Regions from separate parts of the Gossypium hirsutum genome. Here region 1 is linked to region 2. A link is a contact called in public Hi-C data. All regions are on one chromosome and are shown on one strand. The core of a region is the stretch at or near the end of the contact, and the rest is flanking DNA. Distances in the headings are between cores, read along the strand shown.

Evidence for each region. Hi-C and Micro-C count contacts between places; a contact is called where the count stands out from the background.
Region 1: a Hi-C map of hypocotyl shows a contact between it and region 2, with 3 times the contacts expected there. The contact joins the promoter of LOC107897574 here to the promoter of LOC107897578 in region 2. A contact is called at or near these places in 6 of 34 Hi-C or Micro-C datasets (anther, callus, hypocotyl and 2 more).

What each region holds. Positions count from the first base shown.
Region 1 is chrA10:21,418,005-21,422,432 of Gossypium_hirsutum_v2.1, forward strand. LOC107897574 (serine/threonine-protein kinase BLUS1) reads left to right here and starts at 2,836. Exons shown (of 22, transcript XM_041078971.1): 1 at 2,836-3,265; 2 at 3,680-3,758; 3 at 3,857-4,261; 4 at 4,391-4,428. The coding sequence starts at 4,094.
Region 2 is chrA10:21,258,177-21,262,554 of Gossypium_hirsutum_v2.1, forward strand. LOC107897578 (homeobox-leucine zipper protein HAT5-like) reads right to left here and starts at 1,536. Exons shown (of 4, transcript NM_001326850.1): 1 at 1,500-1,536; 2 at 1,236-1,369; 3 at 613-852; 4 at 1-209. The coding sequence starts at 1,536.

The DNA of each region.
Region 1 (4,428 bases), core at 1,586-4,085, 160 kb after region 2:
AATTTTTTAACGAAACTTTAATAACACCTTAATGCCACTCAGTAAATATTTATAAAAATATTTATAGCTCGGTTTATAGAAATGAGGTCCCGATACCTCGCTTTTTAAAACCACTTGATCTAGGATTTTACCACTCGAATCTAATAATTTATTATAAAACATAAATTACCCATTCAAAAATCGTTTTAAAACCATATTTGACTCGTAAATATTAAATAATAAAATTTACAAGCTTACTTGTCGGATTTGGTGGTCTCAAACCACTATTTCTGAAACCGCTAAAAATCGAGCTATTACAAAGCATGATGACTTTGAGGCATGTAGACCATTATCTTCAAAGCTTTAATATGCCTCTAAGATATAATAAAACCGTCAACAGTCCAACCTGAATAGTGAAAAGGACTAATAGAAAGTCATTTATATATACACCAAATAAATGTATCTTTCTGAAAGATACCTTTTCATAAGAATGTATTTTTTAATGAGATATCCTTTTTATATAAAGGATTATGTTGTTTTATAAGTTACTTTTTTATAAAGTTATGTCTTTATATGATAACTTTACATGCATACGTCTATACAACACAATTATTCATCAATAATTATAATATATTTGAATTTTCTATACAATAAAATATTACTATCTATCAACATTATAAACTACTAACACTAGTAACAATAAACACCCTTTTTTACTATCACGACAAGTAATATTGTCTAATTTTTATATACAATACATATTTTAACACCCCAAACCTTACCCAAAAAATAAATACATGAAAATGTTATTAATAGGTGAAAATTATAATAAATGAAACAATATTTAACTATAGTACAATACATCCCATCAACTTTTTGTCCATGATCAATGATGGAATGATTAGAGGTTTTAATTGAGCTAACGAGTATCAAAATTAACAAAAGAAATTTCAATGACCAAAGTAGGAGTACCTTCAAACTTGAGTTTCCATCTTAATAGTTTACCATAAAAATCAAGGGTGAATACAATTTTTTTTCAGGGGGTCGAAATTAAATTTTAATTTTTACAATAATAAAAATTTAATTTCACCATTTGAATAGTCTCTTTATAATTTTTAAAGATTTAAATAAAATATTTATCATTTTTAAGAGATTAAAATATAATTTTACCTTTACTAATTTAAAATTTTAAAAAATTTAAAAGGCCTAAATGTATGCTTATAAAACATTATAATATAAACATTATAATTTATTTTAATTTAATTATTCTAAAATTAAAATCCTAATACCAATATTTTTTTAATATCTTAGCTAAACGTTTTTTAAAGTTACACTAATAAAATATTAACAAACCTTCCTAAAAAACAACTTATTTAGTAATGTATATATAGATTAGTATTTTGTATATTCACAATGTATTTTATATATATACTCAAATGAGAAAGATATCATTGATAAAAATATAACCAATTACAACATAAAAGTTTTAAAGCTCAAAAAGCACAAGCAAAGTTGAAAGGGTAAGCCTAGCCAAACCCAATCCCCCCAAAACCCTAGAAACAATATCTGTTGTTGCCAAGCATGGAGGGAGAAGGAGAAAGCATTGGGCCAGCATTCTTTTTCAGAAAAACTTTCAAAATAAAAAAGTATTTTTTAGTCAAAAATAAAAATAATTTTTTTTAAAATTTTTACTTTAAAATGCTTTTTAGTCCAAAAGTAATTCCAACAACCAATACTAAACGGAGACTAACCCAATAACATGCACGCTTTCAATGGAGCCATGCTAGTGGGAAATCCCAAAGAAGACACTGAAGCCACCAAAACATAGACTAGAACACCAACAGAGGAAAAGCCAAAACTGAAAAAAAACTTAGAAACTTGAGAATTACAACCACCAAAAGCAGAACGGGTGTGATGATACCAAAGTCCGTCAAAGTTTTGGTCTAGTGAAACCCTGGAGAGGTGGTAACGTCATAACACCAAAAGAGCAGAGGGCTTCACCAAATAGAAGAAAGAAACAAAATTTGTTAAAAACAGAGGCCTTAATAGAAGTTTGAATGATACGAAATAACATAGGAGAATCCATGGAGCACCAAGACATTAACAACCTGATATCGACAAAGAAGTGAAAAGGTAGGATCTTGAGTTATTATGCCCAAAAACAAACAACATGGCAAAACAGAAACGTGAGCGGCAACAACCTGAAGAGTTATTATGTCGAAAATCAATAGAAAGGGAAAACAATATGGCAAAACAGAGATGTAAGCGGTAGCCAAGAAACAAAACTTGGAAGAGATTGAAAATATAACTTTCTAAACAAAATTTACATCCTTCCAGTTTAATTCTACACAATTTTATATTTTTAATTAAAAAACCAAATTTTAAGGTAGGATCAATCATTTTTTATTAAAAAATTGAAATTAGGTTAACGACTTACATAAAAACTCCTTCTTAATTTTTTTTTTAATTTTGTAATTATTTATACTTATTATATAATTTTTTTCATACTTTATATAATTTTAATTAAAACCACTAAAGATCATAAATCCAAAGATTAAACACATATTTTAAAATTTATAAATAAATATTTTACTATTCTACCTATAATTATTATTAAATAAATTTAAAAAGTAGGGTGTATTTTAATTAATTCACTTTTAATATGTACTTGACTCTGTCCTATTTCTTCTGATATATAGTTGACAACTTTTTGAAAGTAGATCTTAAGTTTTCAAGACGAGATTTTGAAAAATCTCGGAATATGAAGTCAAATCAAATGTCGAATGAAAATAATTGAATGGCAAGTGGAGAGATGAGTCAAACACCTTACGCTTTCCTCTCTTATGTCTTATCCTTCTCGATAAGTTACAATCCGCCGCCGCAACAACGATATTTTCACCTACTAAGAGAAAAATACTAAAATCTCATCAATATCTCTTGTCCGGGTCCCACTCTAATTTCCATCGAACTTGAGCTTCCTCTTCTCTTCTTCTTCTTCTTTTTTTTTCTTTTTTACTCTGTTCTAAGCTTAAAGAAAAAAAAAGTACTTTCTTTGCAAACCGTGAAAGTTATTAGATTCGATCCGAGAAACTGAAACTTAGAGGTTTTTTTTTGTTAAAAAAATATTTAAATGATGGTATTTGTGGGACAATAATTGTCATCGCCGAATCGAATCGTGGTGTGTGTAAAGTGATTTCTTGTTTCATATCGTAATGAGTTTTTGAAGACGAAGAAATCAAAATTTGAGGCTGAAAACTGGAAAGAGAACTCTCGTATGAAAGAGGTGGTAGGTGGAACTTCCATTTTTTAATGCAATTTTTTATTATGTTTTCAGATTTAGTTGTGATTTGAATCTACTGAAACCCTAGGGTTGAATAACTTTAGCTCATGTTTTTGGGAAGTTGTTTTTGAATTTGTCTTTAGTTTTAGTGAAGTAGTGGAAATGTAGAAATCTTGGAGTGATTTTATTAATACTTTAATATCTGACAGTTAATTCATTTGAGTTTGTAGTGGTAGTTACCATTTTGGTGCTTTTTAAGTTTATTTTTTAATTTAGCTAGAATTACAATTAAATTGTCTTTTATTCATATCTGTACTTTGTTTCCCAAAAAAAAAAATGTGTTTTTGATTGGATTGTTTGGAAAAAGTGTTTGTGCTAGTAAGAATTAACAACACTCTCTTTCTTCGGCCTTTTTTACAGGTTAAGACTACCTCCTCTTGTTATTTCCCATACATTTTGGTTATTTGCTAGTTTACACCCAAATTTCAGCTGGCTTTGGGTATGACTTATTTATAGCACTTTTCTGGGTGTCCTATCTGATAGTTTGATTACAGAGTAGTTGGTGTAATATGTAAGACCTTTTTTGTTATTTACTAGGTTTTAGGGGTTTAAACTATTTCTGAATCCGAGGAAAAGGACTGTGTAAGGCAATTATCTTGATGAAGTTAGTAGCATTGGATACTGCTGTGCACTAAAGAAGAGAAGAATATGCTCCCAAATTGGAAGAAACCCCACATTGGATTGATGCTTCAATATGTAGTTGAAATATTGTTTTTGACAATTGGGATATCTAGGAGTAAAGAGGGTGGTAATGGTATGCTATAAAATGAAACAATGGAGCATCCTTTGGAGAAGCGATATCCAGTCAGCGCACAAGATTACAAGTTATACGAAGAAGTTGGAGACGGTGTCAGTGCCACTGTGTTTAGAGCTTTATGCATTCCACTTAATGAGATTGTTGCTATCAAGGTTCTTGACTTGGAGAAGTGCAATAATGATCTGGTATTTATATATATATATGTATTGCATACAAATGTATCTTATAAGTTCCATCAACCCCCCTGCATAAAATGTTGACTTCAAACATATTATTTCTGTCATATGAATGGGATTTGTTCATGAGTGATGCAGGATGGCATCCGCAGAGAAGTGCAGACCATGAGCTTGAT
Region 2 (4,378 bases), core at 286-2,785:
GGAAAGTAGGAATTGCCGCTGTCCACCAGCTGTGGGGCATCCTCATCCACCACCGCGCTTCCGACACTGCCGCTACTAAGACGGTCCTCCACCTTCATACTGAATTGGAGGGCGGAGGCCATCTCAGCTGCTAACCCTTCATCCTTTTCACCTGCTATTGCTTCTGTTGCCACATCTTTGGCTTGTAGTTTTTCAGTCAAGGAAGCTACCTACATAGGACAATCAACATTATCTATATTAATATGTATATGTCAATGTTGCTACCGTGGTGATTAGTCTTTTGGGTTGTAAAATATATACACATATAACCATTTTTTTAATCTTTAGTGGGGGAATCCTAAGCATATTTCTGAAAGCACCATGGTATATTCTTCTTTCAGTTTGCTTTTGAAATCCGTCGCTGAAAATCAATGTGGGGTTAGGAATAGATGCGGTTTACATTACTACACTAACGCATGTTTTTTGAATTAGAAAAATATGGAATCTCCATTTACCAGCCAGGGCCAGGTGTCAATATATTAATAATATATTTGGAAAAGGAAAATTAGTAAGTGGCAAGTAACATGGTTAGAAATAATGTAAGACATGAATGAGTTGAAAGTGGGCAAGTACCTCAGATTTGAGCTTCTCATTTTCTTTGAGAATAGTGTCATAATTGGACTGAAGGGAATCAAAGGAAGATTTGAGGAGGTCATAGTCCCTTTCAAGCTGCTTTGTCTTCCACCTTGCACGGCGGTTCTGGAACCATACCGCCACCTGCCTTGGTTGCAGTCCTAACTTTTTGGCCAACTGGCTCTTCCTCTCCGGCTCCAGCTTGTTCTCTGCCTCAAAGCTCTTCTCTAGCAGATACACCTTCACATCCAATCACACTTATCAATTTCCTTCCATCTCTAAACCCCCAAACCCCTTTTTATTTCAAGTTTATTTGATTCCCTATGATCTCAGACTAATATCAAGGGAATTTGATTCTGATATGGTGAATATTTATCAAATCCTTCTTTTTTTTTTTTTTAAATATGGTGGAATTATGTTCCTACGGGTATCATATGCTTTATTTTCCCCTTTAAACATATAGCCTATCCTTTTACAAAACTGAAATTAAATCTAGGATTGAAATCTCTATTGTATTCCATCTGAATATCATGTTTTAATAGTAATTATATAAGTTAATCGGTGGATTAAATTTCATGTTCCATATATATTTGTTTGTCCTTGTGAGATTATCATTGACTAACCTGCTCCGACGTAAGGCGACGCTTTTTCTCGGGCAACTGCTCGTCGTAGTACTCTTCGTCGTACAAATCCTCCGGCGAGCTGAAGAACAGTCGCTTCTTTGGGTTTTCCTCCATGCTAACCATTGTTCTTGCCCCTTTATATGTATGTGTGTAAAAAAAGAAAATCTATTTAAAATCCGAACCGAGATTGTTTTCCACAAGCTTAAGAGCAACAGAAACATTTGAGATCAACTATATGAAAATAGCTTAAATAAAAAAAATCACCTCGAAAGATGGGTTCAGTGTTCCCGAGAAGCAACATGTTGCGGTGGGTAGTGGAGGGATTGAAAAAAAGACGGCCAGACTCCATTTTCTTTATACAAATTTGTCTTTCTATATCTTAAAACTTTGTGTATGTGTGTAATATTTTTGTGCCTAAAACTTTCCGGCGAGTAAAAAGACACAAAAAATTGCTGTAAAAGAAGAAAAGCAAAGATTGTACACAGATAATTTCTGTGTTTTACTTTTACATAAAAATTAAAAGATCATTAGCTTGTGGCGAAAGAAGCTAGTTGTCCACAACAACCTTGCTGGAGTCTCCAATGGACAAATACAAAATCCCATTACACTTCCCACTTACTGTTTACTGTAATCAAAGAAGAAAAAGAAATCTAATAGGAAAGCAAATTTCAAGGCTCTCAGACAGAAGAAGCTTTAGCTACGAAGAAGAAGAAGAAAAAGAAATGTTTTGTGTCGCTTCTAATTGTTTTTGTAGCTAAAGGTTCGTCGAGATGAGGCATAGGATGATTTATATATTTGATGCTTGTATGTTGAAAGGACTGAAATACCCTTTCAAAGATTCTTTTTATTTCAAAAGGAAGGGCGTTTTTGGTAATCTGAAGCAGTATTTTCTTGACCTGCTGGTGGGCTTCACTAACTTGCGCTGGGGATGTAATTGGTGTTGAATAGATCTTGACCGTTGGAATTTTTCTAATGTTTTTATTTTGACAGACGTGATGTGATCTTGGGAGCATAGTAATTTGTGCCAGAGTGTTGCATAGGTCCCATGTTTAGCGGTCGGGGAACTGTCGGATCTAGTTGACTAAAATCATATTCCACTGCTATTAACGGCTGTGATTTTGCCTGTATTTCTTTTCTTCTTAATCCTTGAATCCTAAAATAGAGGATAACCCCTGAAAATGGAATTAAGCAATAATCCAACTTTCAAAAGTCTATAATAAGAATTGATATGAATTAAATTAAGATATAACCTGCTTTAATTACTATATTCTCTAAAGAATGATAATTTCCTCGTTCTTACTATTATTTGCATGGTTATGATTATGAATAAGGAAAGTAGAAAAGAATGTGTGTATATTAGGTTTTTTTTCCTTTTCGGGCACTCATAGCTGAAAAGTAAAATTAAAAATATTACCAATACATGTGGAATTATATATATCTTTATCTTTATCTTTATTTTATTAGGATAATATTAATCAATAAATCACATCATCAATGAGATGAAGAAATTTTATTTAAATATATTAAAACCATTTAAATTTATTATTATTTTTATCTCCTATATAAATATAATTAATTACGGTAAATTTGCAGAACAAGTCCTTAAATATTTTAGGTCATCACATTTTAGTTTGGTGCCGCCAATATGTTAAGGGCACCTTTCATAACACTGTAGCAAATGTTTATTTTCGTAATTAATCTATTTTCCAAAAAAAAATTAATTAACTATTTCTTTTATATTATTTATGTAAAAAACCTATATAAAAACTTCTTTAAAATAGTAAAAAAAGAAACATATAAATTTACTATTTTCTCATCTCCCTCTCATTTTATTCTTTCGTCTCCTCAAATATATTGACAGATTTTGTTGAAAAAACTTACATCAAACTAACCATTTACTTTATTGAACTTATTATTGTCTATTAACTATTATGCAATCTATTTATTTTTCCTCTTCAAAATTGTGTTTAGACCAAAGATTTATCTAAGATTTTTTTAAATAAATAAATAAATTTCCCAAATAGCAAGAGAAAGAGGGAGATGTGTTAGTTTGATTTAAGTTTTCTATGTATTGAGAGGGAGAGGAGAGAATAATAAACTTATACATTTTTTTCAGAATTTTAAAAAAGAAGTTTTCTTTTAAGAGAGGAGAAAATAACAAATTTAATTCATTTTAATTATATTACTTAAATTAAGTAATATTTATTTATAAGTTATTAAATACTTTTTTCTTTTACTCATTGATGAGATAGTTTAATGTGGTTGATTGATGATGCATGAAATTTATGTGTCCACAGTGCATTAAATAATATCTCTGTTTTATTTTTAACTTCTTTTTAATTGTTTTGTATATCATTTCTTTTTTTCCTCAATTACATTACAATGAGAAAAGGGAAATGAGTTTGGAAACATAGGAATCGAACCCTAAACTTAACATCAATCAACTTGGAACCAACACAAGTTTTACTACTAAATCAATAATGTGATCAACTAAGATTTATTTGGAGCAATATTTAGAGTTCTCGTCTGGCACTTAAATCATCCCTTCTCCTCTCCCAATATTGTAATGATGATGATGATGATGATGATGGAGGAGGAGGAGGAGGAGGAGGAGGAGAAGAATATTCGTTTTTTTTTAAAATAACTTAACAACTAAATATTGAATTGTATGTTTATAATTGGAGAAGAGGATGAAATTTTGAGAATTCTTTTATATAGGGGTTATAATAATTTCAATGAAACAAATAATGAGAACGGTATCTTCAATTGATTCCTCTAGTAGATTAAAAAGAAAAAGAAAACGCTAGGGTAAATGGAAATGAAAAAGAAAATGGTTCATAATCACATGGTAGGGCTTGGTATTTTTAAAATGGATGGCTAATGGCCTTTTTTGTCCAAAGAAAGTTGTATACCCTACATACATACTGTCTTGTTAGTATGATGCATTTCCATACACAAAATTTGGGTTCCATAGTGCTAAGCACTTAAAAAAGCATATTGATTTGAGAATTTCTTTAATATTATTTAATTTCATATACATACATACATGCACACACATATCGTTGCTTTTATCTTTCATTTAAAATAAAAGTGACTTTTTCTATGGTCACCTTTTGAGCATAGAAACACAATCAATTTTCAAA